2 separate regions of the Gossypium hirsutum genome follow, and region 1 is linked to region 2. A link is a contact called in public Hi-C data. All regions are on one chromosome and are shown on one strand. The core of a region is the stretch at or near the end of the contact, and the rest is flanking DNA. Distances in the headings are between cores, read along the strand shown. Region 1 holds the start of LOC107893678 (RNA-binding KH domain-containing protein RCF3). Region 2 overlaps LOC121212459 (a long non-coding RNA gene).

Region 1 (6,661 bases), core at 4,080-6,579, 180 kb after region 2:
CTGTAACTTCAAATCCAACAACAAACTTCAAATCTAAATGATACTATCATGAAAGAAATATGTATATGATCTAAATTAATAATTGAAATGACAAAATATATTCAACAATGCATATAATTATTAAAAAAAATAACAAGAAACACACCCATTTAATGATTTCCTTGATTTAAGTTCCTTACCCCCAAAATAAAGAATAAAACAAATCCAAAGGAAATTTAACCATAAATTCTTACATTAGACACATCTATATGCAAAGGGATCAAGGACAAAAGTATAACAAAAGTATACTACAGTAGAGGATATACCATGCCTTTCAACAGAGTACAGGACTTTGAATCTACTACCTCCAAATGGGCTGTGACAATAGGGTGTTCTCAGCCTAAAACTCAGTTGGAGGTTTTAAACGTACTAATCTCCTGATCCTATCTTTATCCATGTTCTCCAAATATCCCTTGAGAATATTTAAAAAAAAGGGTGGGGCAAAACATTAGCAGCAGTATCCATCAAAGAAAATGCAAAAGGATGCTAATTGACAATTAGACAAAAAAATCACAGTTTCCTGGCACATAGATATTAGATGTGATTAAGCAGCACAAGAAAGTGAGTTGCCACATGCTACATTAATTCTAGCGTTTTGATAATCATGGCCAAATGAAAGATCATAATTAGTTTTCTTAAGCCTCACTGAAGTGGTGCAAGTCAGATTAAAACAAACAGTACCAACAGCTTCTGATCAAAAGGAAGAATGCCAAAACTATAGTTAGAATACCAACTTGTGACCTCACCTTTCAAATAATTTCATCCAAAGTCAAGCATTTCCTTCTGTATTTATCTAGAAAAAGTCGCTTTGTTGGTAGCTTCCCACATACATCCTTTACAGCTAAGGTTATAACAAAGATCACCTCTGCCATTAGAGCAAAACCATTTAGGAAGTAAATCAGTAATAAAATTCAAGTATGTAACCTAATGCACCATGTTAGATGATATTTTTTATTCCCTTTCAAATGCACTACAATTATCAGTGTTAACTTTCTTTTCTTTTTAATTCTGTGGAGTGCTAAATTACATTTCAAAAGAAAAAAAACAAAAAAAAAACAATATTTATTTTAATTTACAGACCATGAGAATGGGTCACACTATGAGCAAGCAATGTTAAACATCACAGAGAAGCTTATGTAACTAAGAGCACAGAGATATGTGCAAGTTACGGTATAGAAAACCTAGTGCTTTTTAATATCAAATTATTCAGAACAATTTTTTCAAAGAACCTATGAACCATTCAAGCTCTCTCACCTCAAACAACATGAAAACTGCATACTTTAGTCAAGTTTCAAGGTTTTTCTGCTTTATTAAATCTCACAAACTAAGACTGTACATGTAAAGAGGGCAATATATACTTACATGCAAGTTCATCATACTCATCTTTGCCAACAACATAGACGTTGACATCTTCAAGCGTCATGTAAAAAATGTAAACAGACCTGATAAAAGAACATTTTTGTTCATTTATTTAAACTGATATCTCAGGATGGCTTTAATTAAGGTTTAGGAAACAGATCCATCCACAACCAACAAAGACAGGAAACTTGTGGCCCTGATGAATTAACTCATGGAATTAACTTAATTTCAGGGTAGAAAAAAGTAAAACATACTGTATTTTGAATTAGAAGAACCCACTGCCCAGTTTAAAACGTATCCGTAAGTACAGACTATGTTTCTTTTTACTCTCAAAATAGCTTTTCCACTTATGAAAGTTACCAGGCCACACGAACAAAGATGGAAGTTTGGTAAAGAAATCCAGTGAATCAGGCCTGTTGAACCATTGTTTATACCTTAGACTATCTACAACTTAACAAACTTTAGCTACATGTTTAAAACATTTACATAAGAACTAAAAATGAATGTTGTGCTCATTACGATCCATGCAAGACTTGAGCAATTAACTATCAATTTTGTGCTAATGGCAGATGCAAGTGCTTCGCATAGTTCAATCATGTTAGAACAGATCAACAAAATCACAACTATCAAAAACTTTAAAATTCAACAAAATCATGCAATGTGATTTAGCAGTACACTTTCTCACTTCAATGCCCACTTTCAAGAATTCAAATTGAAACTTACCATAACTCAAATCTAACCTTATATTCATACTTAAGAACTTAAAACTAACCTAAAAACATTGAATTCTCTATTGAAAACTCAACTTTTCCTCACTTAGACAACAAGAGATCTCATTAGAACGGTAAATCTAACCTGCAAAACAACAAGAAATCTTAGAAATCTCGACTCTCTCTAACCCAACGAACATGAGCATAGTTTTAAAAATGAGGAAATCATTAGAAATTAAGTTTCATGGATAGAAAATCATTAATAAGTTACATCATCATTGCCTAGTTGGATTTTCTAGAAATCAAAGTCAAGAACAGTCAAGAAATCGATCTCCCTTCTTTTCCATATTCTTACAAAAATAGAAAAAAATGAAAAATCATGTTTTGATCTTAAAAACATAGAAATTTTTGCTAGAAGTAAAACTTTTCAAGATTGATTGATAAGAATCAAAAGCTTAAAAAATTATTGAAAGATGTGAGAAAAATTTTGAAAGAAAATGTAGAGCAAATTGTGTTCGTGAAATGAAATGGTTCATTCCATATTTTAAAAACAAAATCTAATTTTCCATGGCATTAAACAAAAAAATTTTGAATTTAGAATTTTAAATTTTAAATTTTATAACAAAACACAGTTTTGAAGAAAACCATATCTTTGAAATAAAACATAATCCCTAAGGTAATGTTCAATTATGTTATAAAAAAGAAATAAAATCCCATTTCCAATTTCATAGATCATGAACAGACATAACAGATGTTGTGTTTGCCAAACATCATCCATTTCCAATTTCTACCAAATCAAGTCCCAACCAGAAAGTAGAATAAAATTATTTGATTTGCATAAAAAAAAGCCCCATTAACGATCTACATCTATTCAAAAAATATTCAACTAATTCAACAAACTAGAAGCGATAAAGAGCATAGTTGGAAAAATTTGCAAAAGAAATCAAAGCATAGGATGGGATGGGAGAAAATGGAGGGGCAGACGTACCGTTCAACTAAGATGTTGCCTTCAGAATTGGCGAATAAAACCACGAGAATCATGGCAATGTATCTCCCTCTCGCAGATACTTCCTTTTTCTCTTGAGGCAGGGAGACGGAGATCAGCTAAGTTGCTCCTGCTTTGTTTTGTGTCGTCAATCGCAATTTTCTTTCCCATTTTCCTTTCTACCTTTGGCGGCGTTTAGGAAAAACCGCCACTATTTCTTTACCTTTTATGGCGCTATTTCCATATACGCCACCATAGAATGACTTATTACGGCGTTCTTCATTTAGCACCATTAATATTATATATTTGTGGAGTTTTTCAATATCAACGCCGCTAAAAGTTCTACCTTTGCAGGAGTTTTCACTCTAAACGCCACTAAAAGTTTAATTGGGGGCATCATGGTTATTTATATCCTAGATGCAAATTAACTCCATATTATTAAATTTAATCTTAATCTATTCAATTTAGATCTAAACCTTAATTTTCTCTCCCAAGATAAATCGAGATTATTAAATTAATGCAACTTGATGGTCAGACAAATAAATTAAATAAGCATGAAACTGATAAATAATTAACAAAGATAAAAACAATTAAAGAGAAAATATTTAATTAACTAAGAGAATAGGATCCATTACCATTCCAAGAAAATAGATTTTACTTCATGTTGAGTTGAAAAAATATCACAAGTAGAAATTTAAAACAAGCTTGTATTGAGAAAAAAGTATAAAGAAAATAATCAAGGGATAAAAATGATTATCAAACTAATGTTGAGCACTCAGAATCTCTTTCTCTTCTCGTTTTTACAAGCTTGAAGTTCCCTTTAGCGTGAAAGAATTGTTCCTTCACCTCCAAGTTGATTTCTTCCTTTTTTCCCCTTTTCCCTTAAATCATGTCACCTTTTATTTTTAGGGTTTTAATAATTCCACTCCACCATAAGTAGAACTGCAATGAAGTAGACTGCATGCTGTCTGAAATTTTGAATTGAAGCTTATACTTCACTACACTAAAACAAATCCAGTAGAGCAAAAAACTTCTCTTCACTACTCCAAGTCTTCCATTCTTCATCCGGTACCTACAATTTAGAGAGAAAAATAACAAGTAAATCCGAACTAACCCTAAAAATGATAATACTAAACTAAGATTCAAATAAAATATAATTAATTTGAAAAAAACTATAAAATGTAATAAATTCTAACCTAAATGCTTTATTTACCTCCTAAAATACTATAAAAATTATACTAGGATAACTCCAAATATGAAGTTATCAGGTATATTTTGAGATTTGAACCACACGAATTGCATTGCTAAAACTTTAAATTTACCACTAAACCAAAGAGTTATTTTAATCTTTTTTATATATTTTAATTTTATTGTGCGCATTTTATTATCTTCATCAATTGCATATATATATACTGCTATTTAACTCGAAGCCAACTTATGATTGATATATTCATTTAGTATTCTTAATATGATGTATTATGTGTTTAAGTTTTGTTTTACTTATAATTTAATTTAATTTTTTATTCTTATACCGTATATATTTCATATGATATTATTAATTAGTTTCAAACCATACATTTCATTTTTTATTATATGTTATTTTTAAATATACATTTGGGCTCTAAAAACGTGATTTTTACATGCATGGGTTTGTAATAGAATTTCTAATAGGGTAAACTACGCCATTAGTCACTAAACTATGAGTAAGTTTTCGTTTTGGTCACTTAACTAAAAAAGTTACAATTTGATTATTGAACAATTCAAAAGTTTTCATTTAAGTCATTGAACTGTTAAAACTAATGATATATGATTTTCTCTATTCTCACTACATACATCAATCAAAAGTTCTCTTTCCCCTTCTCTCCTATAGCTCGTTTTTTTTATGAAATAATTTTGGACATCACAAATCTACGAACAGAAATTTAAATAATTTTTTCTCTGATCTTTGGCACTAACTATTAGATCGACTTGGATTTAAGATATGTTCTTCTACTCGTTGATGGTTACTGATCCACCATACTGATCTACTATATGGATCATCAAATCGTCACTTAAAAATTTCTAATAGAACTTTAAAAAAAAAACTTAATAATCTAGTGACTTCAACTAAAACTTTTTTTAATTCTATGATCAAGTTGTAACTTCCTTTAATTAAGTGATCAAATAAAAACTTATATAGTATAGTATACCCTTTCCAATATAATTTAGAGTCAAAACCAATCGTTTAAAGTGTTATTTAAAAGGAAGTATCTGTCAGGCACGTGAACATGCGGTCACGCTTCGAACCCTAAAAAGAAAAGAAATAAAAAACCACCAACCGAAGATATTTCCCACAGAACAATCACCGAGTACCTTCGTATTCATATTTCTCGATACAGCAATCGAACTCCCCCCGACGTTTCTCTGTTTCTTTTCTACCGTTCCGTTCCTTTGTTTCCCCCGTAATTTTTCTTCCATTCTTAATTTATTTTTCTTATTATTATAGTTATTCGATCTGTTCTATTATTTTTAGTTATTAATTGTTCTTTCAATTTTTTTAATGTCTGATTGTTAATGATATTGTTATAATTAAGCATGTTATAATTTAAGTCTTTAAGGGAGTTTAGGAAATTGATCAATATTTTTTTTTCTGAATCCGATTTTTTATTTTGGAATGCTGCAGTTAATTTAAGAAGTTGTAAGATCGAGAAATTGAAACTAAGTTGGTTGTTATGGCTGGTCAAAGAAATGATTACGGTAAAAGATCTCATTTTCAGCCTGATTACGCTGGAAATGGAGGAGGAGGTGTTAAGAGAAGAAATGCTGGTGAGGAAAATGAACAACAGCATGGGATTGGGCCTGAAGATACCGTTTACCGTTATTTATGTCATGTGAAAAGGATTGGGAGTATTATAGGAAGAGGTGGTGAGATTGTGAAACAGTTGAGGTTAGATAGTAAGTCGAACATTAGGATTTGTGAAGCTCTGCCGGGTTGCGAGGAGAGGGTTGTTATGATTTATAGTTCCAGTGAGGAAACAAATCCATTTGGTGATGAGCTTGTTTCGCCTGCTCAGGATGCTTTGTTTAGGGTACACGATAGGGTTGTCGCGGAAGAGTTGCCTGCTGATGAGGATTTGGAGGAGCAGACACATGTGGTTACTGTGAGAATGCTTGTGGCATCTGACCAGATTGGTTGTGTTATTGGGAAAGGTGGACAAGTGATTCAAAGTATAAGGAGTGAAACACATGCTCAGATTCGGGTTTTAAGCAATGAGCATTTACCTCCGTGTGCATTGACTTCAGATGAGCTTCTTCAGGTAAAGTTGTTTTCTCATATGAAAAAGATATAGCATGTGTTATGCCCTTTTTTTAATAAATAAGAGAAAAAATATTGGCCATTTACCTGAATATTATCTCCTGTAGAGTTAATTTCTTAATTTATTGCAAGACTTAACCATAGGTAATAGATGTATGGATATGACGAGTGTTTGAATGGAAGATTCCTTTAAAGGGAAATGAAAGGTCTAGAAGTTGGTTTTAGCTAACAGCTTTTATTGCTCACAGTGTTGCTAAGTTGAAAAGAAATGGT
Region 2 (6,615 bases), core at 2,899-5,398:
TTGGTAAATAAAAACTTTTCATTTTTAACCCCTCCAAGAAATTAGCAATTCAATTTAAAGTCTTTTAACACAAAAGTTTTAACTTTCATCCTTCAAAATCTATAATTATATCCCAATCTCCCAACACAACATTCTTGGTTTCACCTGTTAGAGTTGTGTGATCCAAATTCTAAGAGATTGCTTGCAAGTCAAGTTAAACAAAAATATTTTTTTCTAGAAGATTTAGTATTTATTAGTATAATATATTTAGCATTTATTAGCATTGTTTATTTGACTTGCTATTTTACCTATAAATAGGGTCTTTTACAACCTTAGAAAATACACCCATTAGATATTAGAACTCATAACACATTTAGAGAATTTTGTGTTTACGTTTTGAGGGTTCTTTGTTTTCGGGTTTTTGGGGTTTAGTTTTTATCTCCATCTTTTGTACTTTTCGTTCTTTTGCCATTATAGTAAAATTATCTTTGCCTGTGATTTTTTTATCCTCTTTGGAGGAGTTTTTCCACGTTAAATTTATGTGTTCACTTTCTCAATTTATTCTGTTATTTTTACTTGTTCGTTGCTTAAATCGTGTTGATCTTAACAAGTGGTATCAGAGTTAGTTCAATTTTTTATAGATCAGCCCGTTCAGAGATGGCAGCAACAAGGTTTGAAATTAAGAAGATTAATGGTGAGACAAATTTCAATCTATGGCAAGTTCGGATGATGGCAATTCTAGTTTAAACAGGCTTGAAAAAGGTTGTTACTAGGAAAAAGCCTAAGAATCTAAATCAAACAAAATGGGAAGAGCTTGAAAAAAAGGCCTTGTCTGCAATTTAGTTGTGCCTCTCGAATACGGTATTGCAGGAGATATTGATGGAGAAGAGCTCATCCGCATTGTGGAAAAGGTTAGACACTCTTTATGGGACTAAGTCTTTGGCTAACTACTTAGTGTTGAAACAACATCTATTTATGTTTCACATGAATGAAGGTGAGCTTCTTAGATATCACATCAGTCAATTCATTACTCTTTTAAATGATTTAAAGAACGTTGATATTCATATTGACAATGAAGATTAGACTATGCTATTATCGTGCTCTTTACCCCTTTCATACAAGTCTTTCAGGGAAACATTTATTTATGGTAGAGACAACTCTCCTTTGAAGATGTGAAGGGTCATTTGTTGAGTAGAGACAAACTCAAAAATGAGTTTGGTTTGGATAGCAAGGCAGATAGGCAACCTTCCGTTTTGGTAGCATCAAAGAAACGAGACAAAATGTGTCGTTATTGTAAAAAGTTAGGTCACATCAAAGAAGATTGTTATAAACTGCGAAATAAAAGAGCTGCTGAGAGTAACGAGGAAGATGTAGTTGGCGCTAATTTGGCCAATGAAGGTGGTGATGATTTCTTGTTAGTGTCAAAGAGTGATAACTCCGAGCTCACGTCCTAGTGGATCCTAGATTTGGGATGTTCTTTCCACATGTGTTCCAATAGAGAATGGTTCTCCACGTACAGTTTGATTGAAGGTGGAGTTGTGCGCATGGGAAACGATTCATCCAGTAAGGTAATTAGTATTGGTACTGTTAAAATTAGGACACACGATGGGACGATTAAGACACTCTCAGATGTCAGGTATGTACCTGATTTACGAAAGAATCTCATTTCCTTGAATATTTTAGACTTGAAAAGATGCAGAATCAACATCGATTCAAGCGGTATTAAAGTATCTTATGGAGCTTTTGTTTTGTTAAAAGGCAAAAGAATCGGGAGTCTTTATATACTGGAAGGATCTACAGTGACCGGTGAAATCGGACGTCCCTTGTCCGTTACGGAATCGAAGTCAACTCATTTGGAGCGGAGGCAACTTGGTCATAGAAGGGAAAAAGGTATGACCGTTTCGTTAAAGAGAGGTTCTCTTTTGGATGCAAGTTTTGAAAAGTTAGGGCACTGTGTACGTGAAAATCATACCGGGTTAGTTTTGATTTGGCAGTGCACAAGTCGAAGGCTAGTAGTTTTCCAGCTTCTAAGCACAGATTCGACTCAGTTAATTCCCTGCATAGTTCAAGATAGGCCTGTGGTGGGCTTTGGCAAAGATGGCGTTGAATCAAGGTGGAAATTGTTAGAGTTGTGTGATCCAAATTCTAATATTTTTTTTTCTAGAAGATTTAGTATTTATTAGATATTTAGCATTTATTAGTATAGTTTATTTGACTTGCTATTTTTCCTATAAATAGGGTCTTTTACAACCTTAGAAAATACACCCATTAGATATTAGAACCATAACACATTTAGAGAATTTTGTGTTTACGTTTTGAGGGCTCTTTGTTTTCGGGTTTTCGGGGTTTAGTTTTTATCTCCATTTTTGTACTCTTCGTTCTTTTGCCAATATAGTATAATTATCTTTACCCGTGATTTTTTTATTCTCTTTGGAGGAGTTTTTCCATATTAAATTTGTGTGTTCAATTTCTCAATTTATTCTGTTATTTTTACTTGTTCGTTGCTTAAATCAGGTGGATCCTAACATCACCCTTATTATTATTGTTATTATTATTATTTGTATATCATATGTTTGGGATTTACTAACTATATTTCTTTTTTTAATTTTTATTTTAAAGAAGATTTTAATTTTAAAAAATATTCACTCTTAATGTTGGGGTGTTAAATTTTATCAATACTTCAATCACGATACAAGAACTCTCATATAAATAGAGTTTAAAAAACCCCACAAATTCATTAATACTAACTCCTACACAAAAATATTAAAATTAGTGGAATTATTTAATTTGACGATTACATAATCCAATTAAGATTAAGTAGACCACCAAAATTACATCAAAAACATTCTTTTAAAATAGTACATCACTTGGGCATTCAAATACAAATTATAAGGTTCGATATTATAACCTCCAACATGGAAAAGGCCCGCCACTATCAGAGTTGGTGGAACATTTTACATCAGTTTGTTTGGAGAAATATATAAACTTAGCTTAGCTGGGAGCTAGCTGAACAAATCAAATCATACTAAATTATGAACATGTTAATGATGGCAGGTTGGAAACCAAAGAAAAGAAAAACCCTAATTATTTTGCTGTCCTTCAAAGAATTGTGGATTTGATGAGTATTATTTTTTAAACAATTGTGCATACAATTACATCTAAAATGTTAAACAACTTTGATTTTAAGGAAATTCTTTTGCCTACTTAATTACTTATTCTTTCGATTTTTCTCTAATTTAAGAAGTTAATTACGACTATCCAAAGTTGATGGTACAATGCCTAGATGCTTACTTAATCATTAATGTTATAACCACAATGCAATAATAAGCTATCATTATAGTATCTATATGCCCAAGTTGAGTAGAGAAAACAAATTTCCTTTTAGAGGGAAAAGAAAAAAGCATAATTTCTCATAAGGTGAAAAAAATTTCTTTTGTACCTAACAAAGAGCACAATCCTGTTGTCTGCCATATGTAGCCAATAATTTCAACTTGTAGTATATTGTTTCCCTTGTGATTTAAACACTAATCACCTAGCTAATTATTTGTCTAATTACCATAATCTCTTAATTTCTATATATGAAACCAACAATATGTATTTGATATTAATGACCAAACTAGTCTAATCCAATCCATGATTAAGTTGGAAAATTCCATTGGAATAATCTCAAGTTATTATTTTTTTTAGGTTTTATGTCTCAATCAAGTTTTTTATTTTCATAACAATGTTTCGTATGGAAATGAATAAATGCCTATTTGGAAGAGTTGAACTTTATGACTTGATTCTCTTGCAAGTTGGATGTGAGTAGTGTCTACTTAGAAAAATTTAACATTGATCTAAATTAATGTAGTTAGACGATTTATAAAATGTAGGTTTAGAAATTGCGATGATTTAAAATTAAATTATATTATATTTTTTATTTAACATATAATTAATTTTTAATTTTTTATGATTTAAAAATTAAAAAAAAAGCAATATTAATATGTGGAAGGGGGATGTTGGAAAAACAAAACCGATAATTTAGAAAATTAAAAGGCGTTTCTCAAAAAAAGAAAAGAAAAGAAAACGGTGATGTTGAAAACCACGTGCAATGTTGTAAACAAAGAGTGGCCCAGATTAATGGGAGGCCCATTTCAGGATGAGTTGGGTTGAATGTTTGGTGCCTATCACACGATAAATTCACCCACATTTTTCACGTCTCCTATCCTATGGCTTAGCTATAAAAATAAATGGTCCAATGCCATCTAACTACGCTTTATGGCAATTTATAAAGAGAACACTACGTAACCCACACCCATGAAATAGATAGCTCTATATAGCAAAAAGGAAGATATAATAATGATATCATTAAAAGGAAACTTAATGGAGTAAATGTGGTGAATTATTATTATTATTATTTTTGAATTATAAGAGTAGGGTAAAGTCCTAACAATAACGTAATTAGCGCAATTCAAACTCAAGTCACACCTAGGGCAGTGAATATCTTGGCCATCAAGCCAACGCATAAGGTTCATGGTGAATTACTCTTTGGGATGTGATAAATAAGATAAAATATATAAAAAATAGATATACGAAAGTTTTTTAATTTCATGTTAAAAGTTTGGATTTAATATATAAAAATAAAGTGTCAAGTACAATGGTAAAATACATTATACTCTTAAGGAGAATTAAATCCTAATATAGGAAATGTAAACATGAACTTCGTAAAGATTAAACTTTATAAACTCTAAAATAGACATGATAAATACTTTAATTATACTAAAGAAAAAGTTTGGGTTTAGATTTCTCTAGTTATGGCTAGAGGTGAAGCTAAAAATATTTCTGGGGGATCGGAATTAAATTATATATTTTTATGATAATAAAAGTGCAATCTTACTATTTTAATAGTCTATATCTTTATAATTTTTAAAAAATTAAATCAAAATTTTATCATTTTTAGAAAGGTCAAGACTTCTAGCAACATCCATAACTCTATCTTGAATTATGACAATTTTTTTCTATAAAAGCGATGCAATGTAATTTGATAATATTAAATACTATAAATAAATAAAAACTAATGTTAAATCAATTTGACTTAGAACAAAATTTCTCAAAATATTTCATGCTATGAATTTATCCATTGAAAAATCTCCAAAATCTCCACCTCAGAATTAAGATTTTTAAAACCTAACCTAGAAAGATAAAAGTTAAGATACTTTGAAAAAAGGGTCATTTTCTGGCTAATTGAATCCAGCTCCACATCACAATAACTAAGGTCATCCACCCAAAACAAAAACGAAAGCTTAGAAGTGTTTTAATGACAGGCAGAGTAATGATGTTGTAAAGCACTAAAATGATCTTTAAATACAAAGCAAAACCCATTTGAAATAGTTCAGTTTAAACAACCCTAATAGCTATAAATGCAGGCTGGGACTTCTTTCCAATAAAAGAAGCAATAATCTGTTAGTATATAACACCAAGTTCTTAGGTAGGTTGCCAATTAATTGAACCAAGTTGATTATTTTTGCTTATGAATAGTCTTACATGTAGCCTATAGGGGCCAATATGTTTGCTCAACTGCTTTGAATTATATATATGTGCATTTTGATTTGGACTTCATTTCCCTTTCTCTTGTATGGCCTAAGACTGAGTTTTTTTTTCTTTCTCTTTTCAATGTGGGGTAACCAATTTGAATTCAAGCTTCATATCGGATATGTTATGTATCTCTTATCAGGTTCATTTGGGTAATTGTCAAAAACTTATCCCCATTATTTCTTTGGCCAATATGAAAAAAATTTATGCCTTTTGACTCATAAATATGATTTTTCCTTGCTTCCAAAAGCACATATACATGAATATAGATGAATTGGTGAAACATTTCTCTCTCCGTACTCAACACTTATACTTTAAATTTCACATTGATTATAAAACATTTTCATAGCTCGCACTTAAATTATAAATAACTGTTGATTTATTGATTATTTACAAAAGTTCTTTTAAAATTTCAGAATTATAGTTTAAATTTATTTATATCATAATATTTATTTTTTATTTTTTATATATAGTAATATATATTATTATTTATATATAATAGTTTATATTATATGAAAGAGAAATGTTTGCACCATAAAAGTGTCTGATTTCTTCACTATTTAAATATATTTTTTTAAAATTTCTTCATTTAAAGAAATTCATGAGAGAGGACTATAGATTAAAGTTATTTATATTATATATATAATAATATATATTATTTATGATTTTTTTATATCATAATATATATTATATTAAAATGTTTTGGCTACATAATGAAATGCATGTAATGTTTATATTACAGTTTTTATAAATCTCACATTGTCTTAGAAAACTCTTATAGTTCACACTTACACTATAAATTATAAATAAGTGTTAATTTCTTCACCATTTACATAAGTTCTTTAAAGTTTCTTTATTTGAAGAAATTTATAAGAGAGGACATATAGTTTAAATTTATTTATATATCATGTTAGAATTAAGTGACTCGAATTCTTGTTTAAATAAAATACAGTGGTAAAACAAAATAAAAGTAAAATTCCTATAAAACTACACTTCTTTTATTTTATTTTAGAATAAGGTTTTTTAAACCTTATTAAACTTCATCTATTTGATATTGATTATAAT

The links. Hi-C and Micro-C count contacts between places; a contact is called where the count stands out from the background.
Region 1: a contact with region 2 is called in a Hi-C map of leaf, with 2.0 times the contacts expected there. The contact joins the promoter of LOC107893678 here to the enhancer-like site in region 2. A contact is called at or near these places in 7 of 34 Hi-C or Micro-C datasets (callus and leaf).

What each region holds. Positions count from the first base shown.
Region 1 is chrA13:22,485,129-22,491,789 of Gossypium_hirsutum_v2.1, forward strand. It overlaps LOC107893678 (RNA-binding KH domain-containing protein RCF3), which reads left to right and starts at 5,330. Exons shown (of 10, transcript XR_005907329.1): 1 at 5,330-5,534; 2 at 5,756-6,389. It overlaps LOC107893677 (a long non-coding RNA gene), which reads right to left and starts at 3,466. Exons shown (of 4, transcript XR_005907456.1): 1 at 3,097-3,466; 2 at 1,402-1,481; 3 at 786-904.
Region 2 is chrA13:22,302,548-22,309,162 of Gossypium_hirsutum_v2.1, forward strand. LOC121212459 (a long non-coding RNA gene) reads left to right here. Exons shown (of 3, transcript XR_005907675.1): 2 at 621-1,615; 3 at 1,738-1,889. Among protein-coding and RNA genes, the nearest start is that of LOC121212459, 4.9 kb to the left of the region's middle. Within about 2 kb of position 4,149, at least 3 of the 9 cell types and tissues checked have an H3K27ac peak or open chromatin away from gene starts, as enhancers often do. A contact at or near this core is called in leaf, where this site is marked.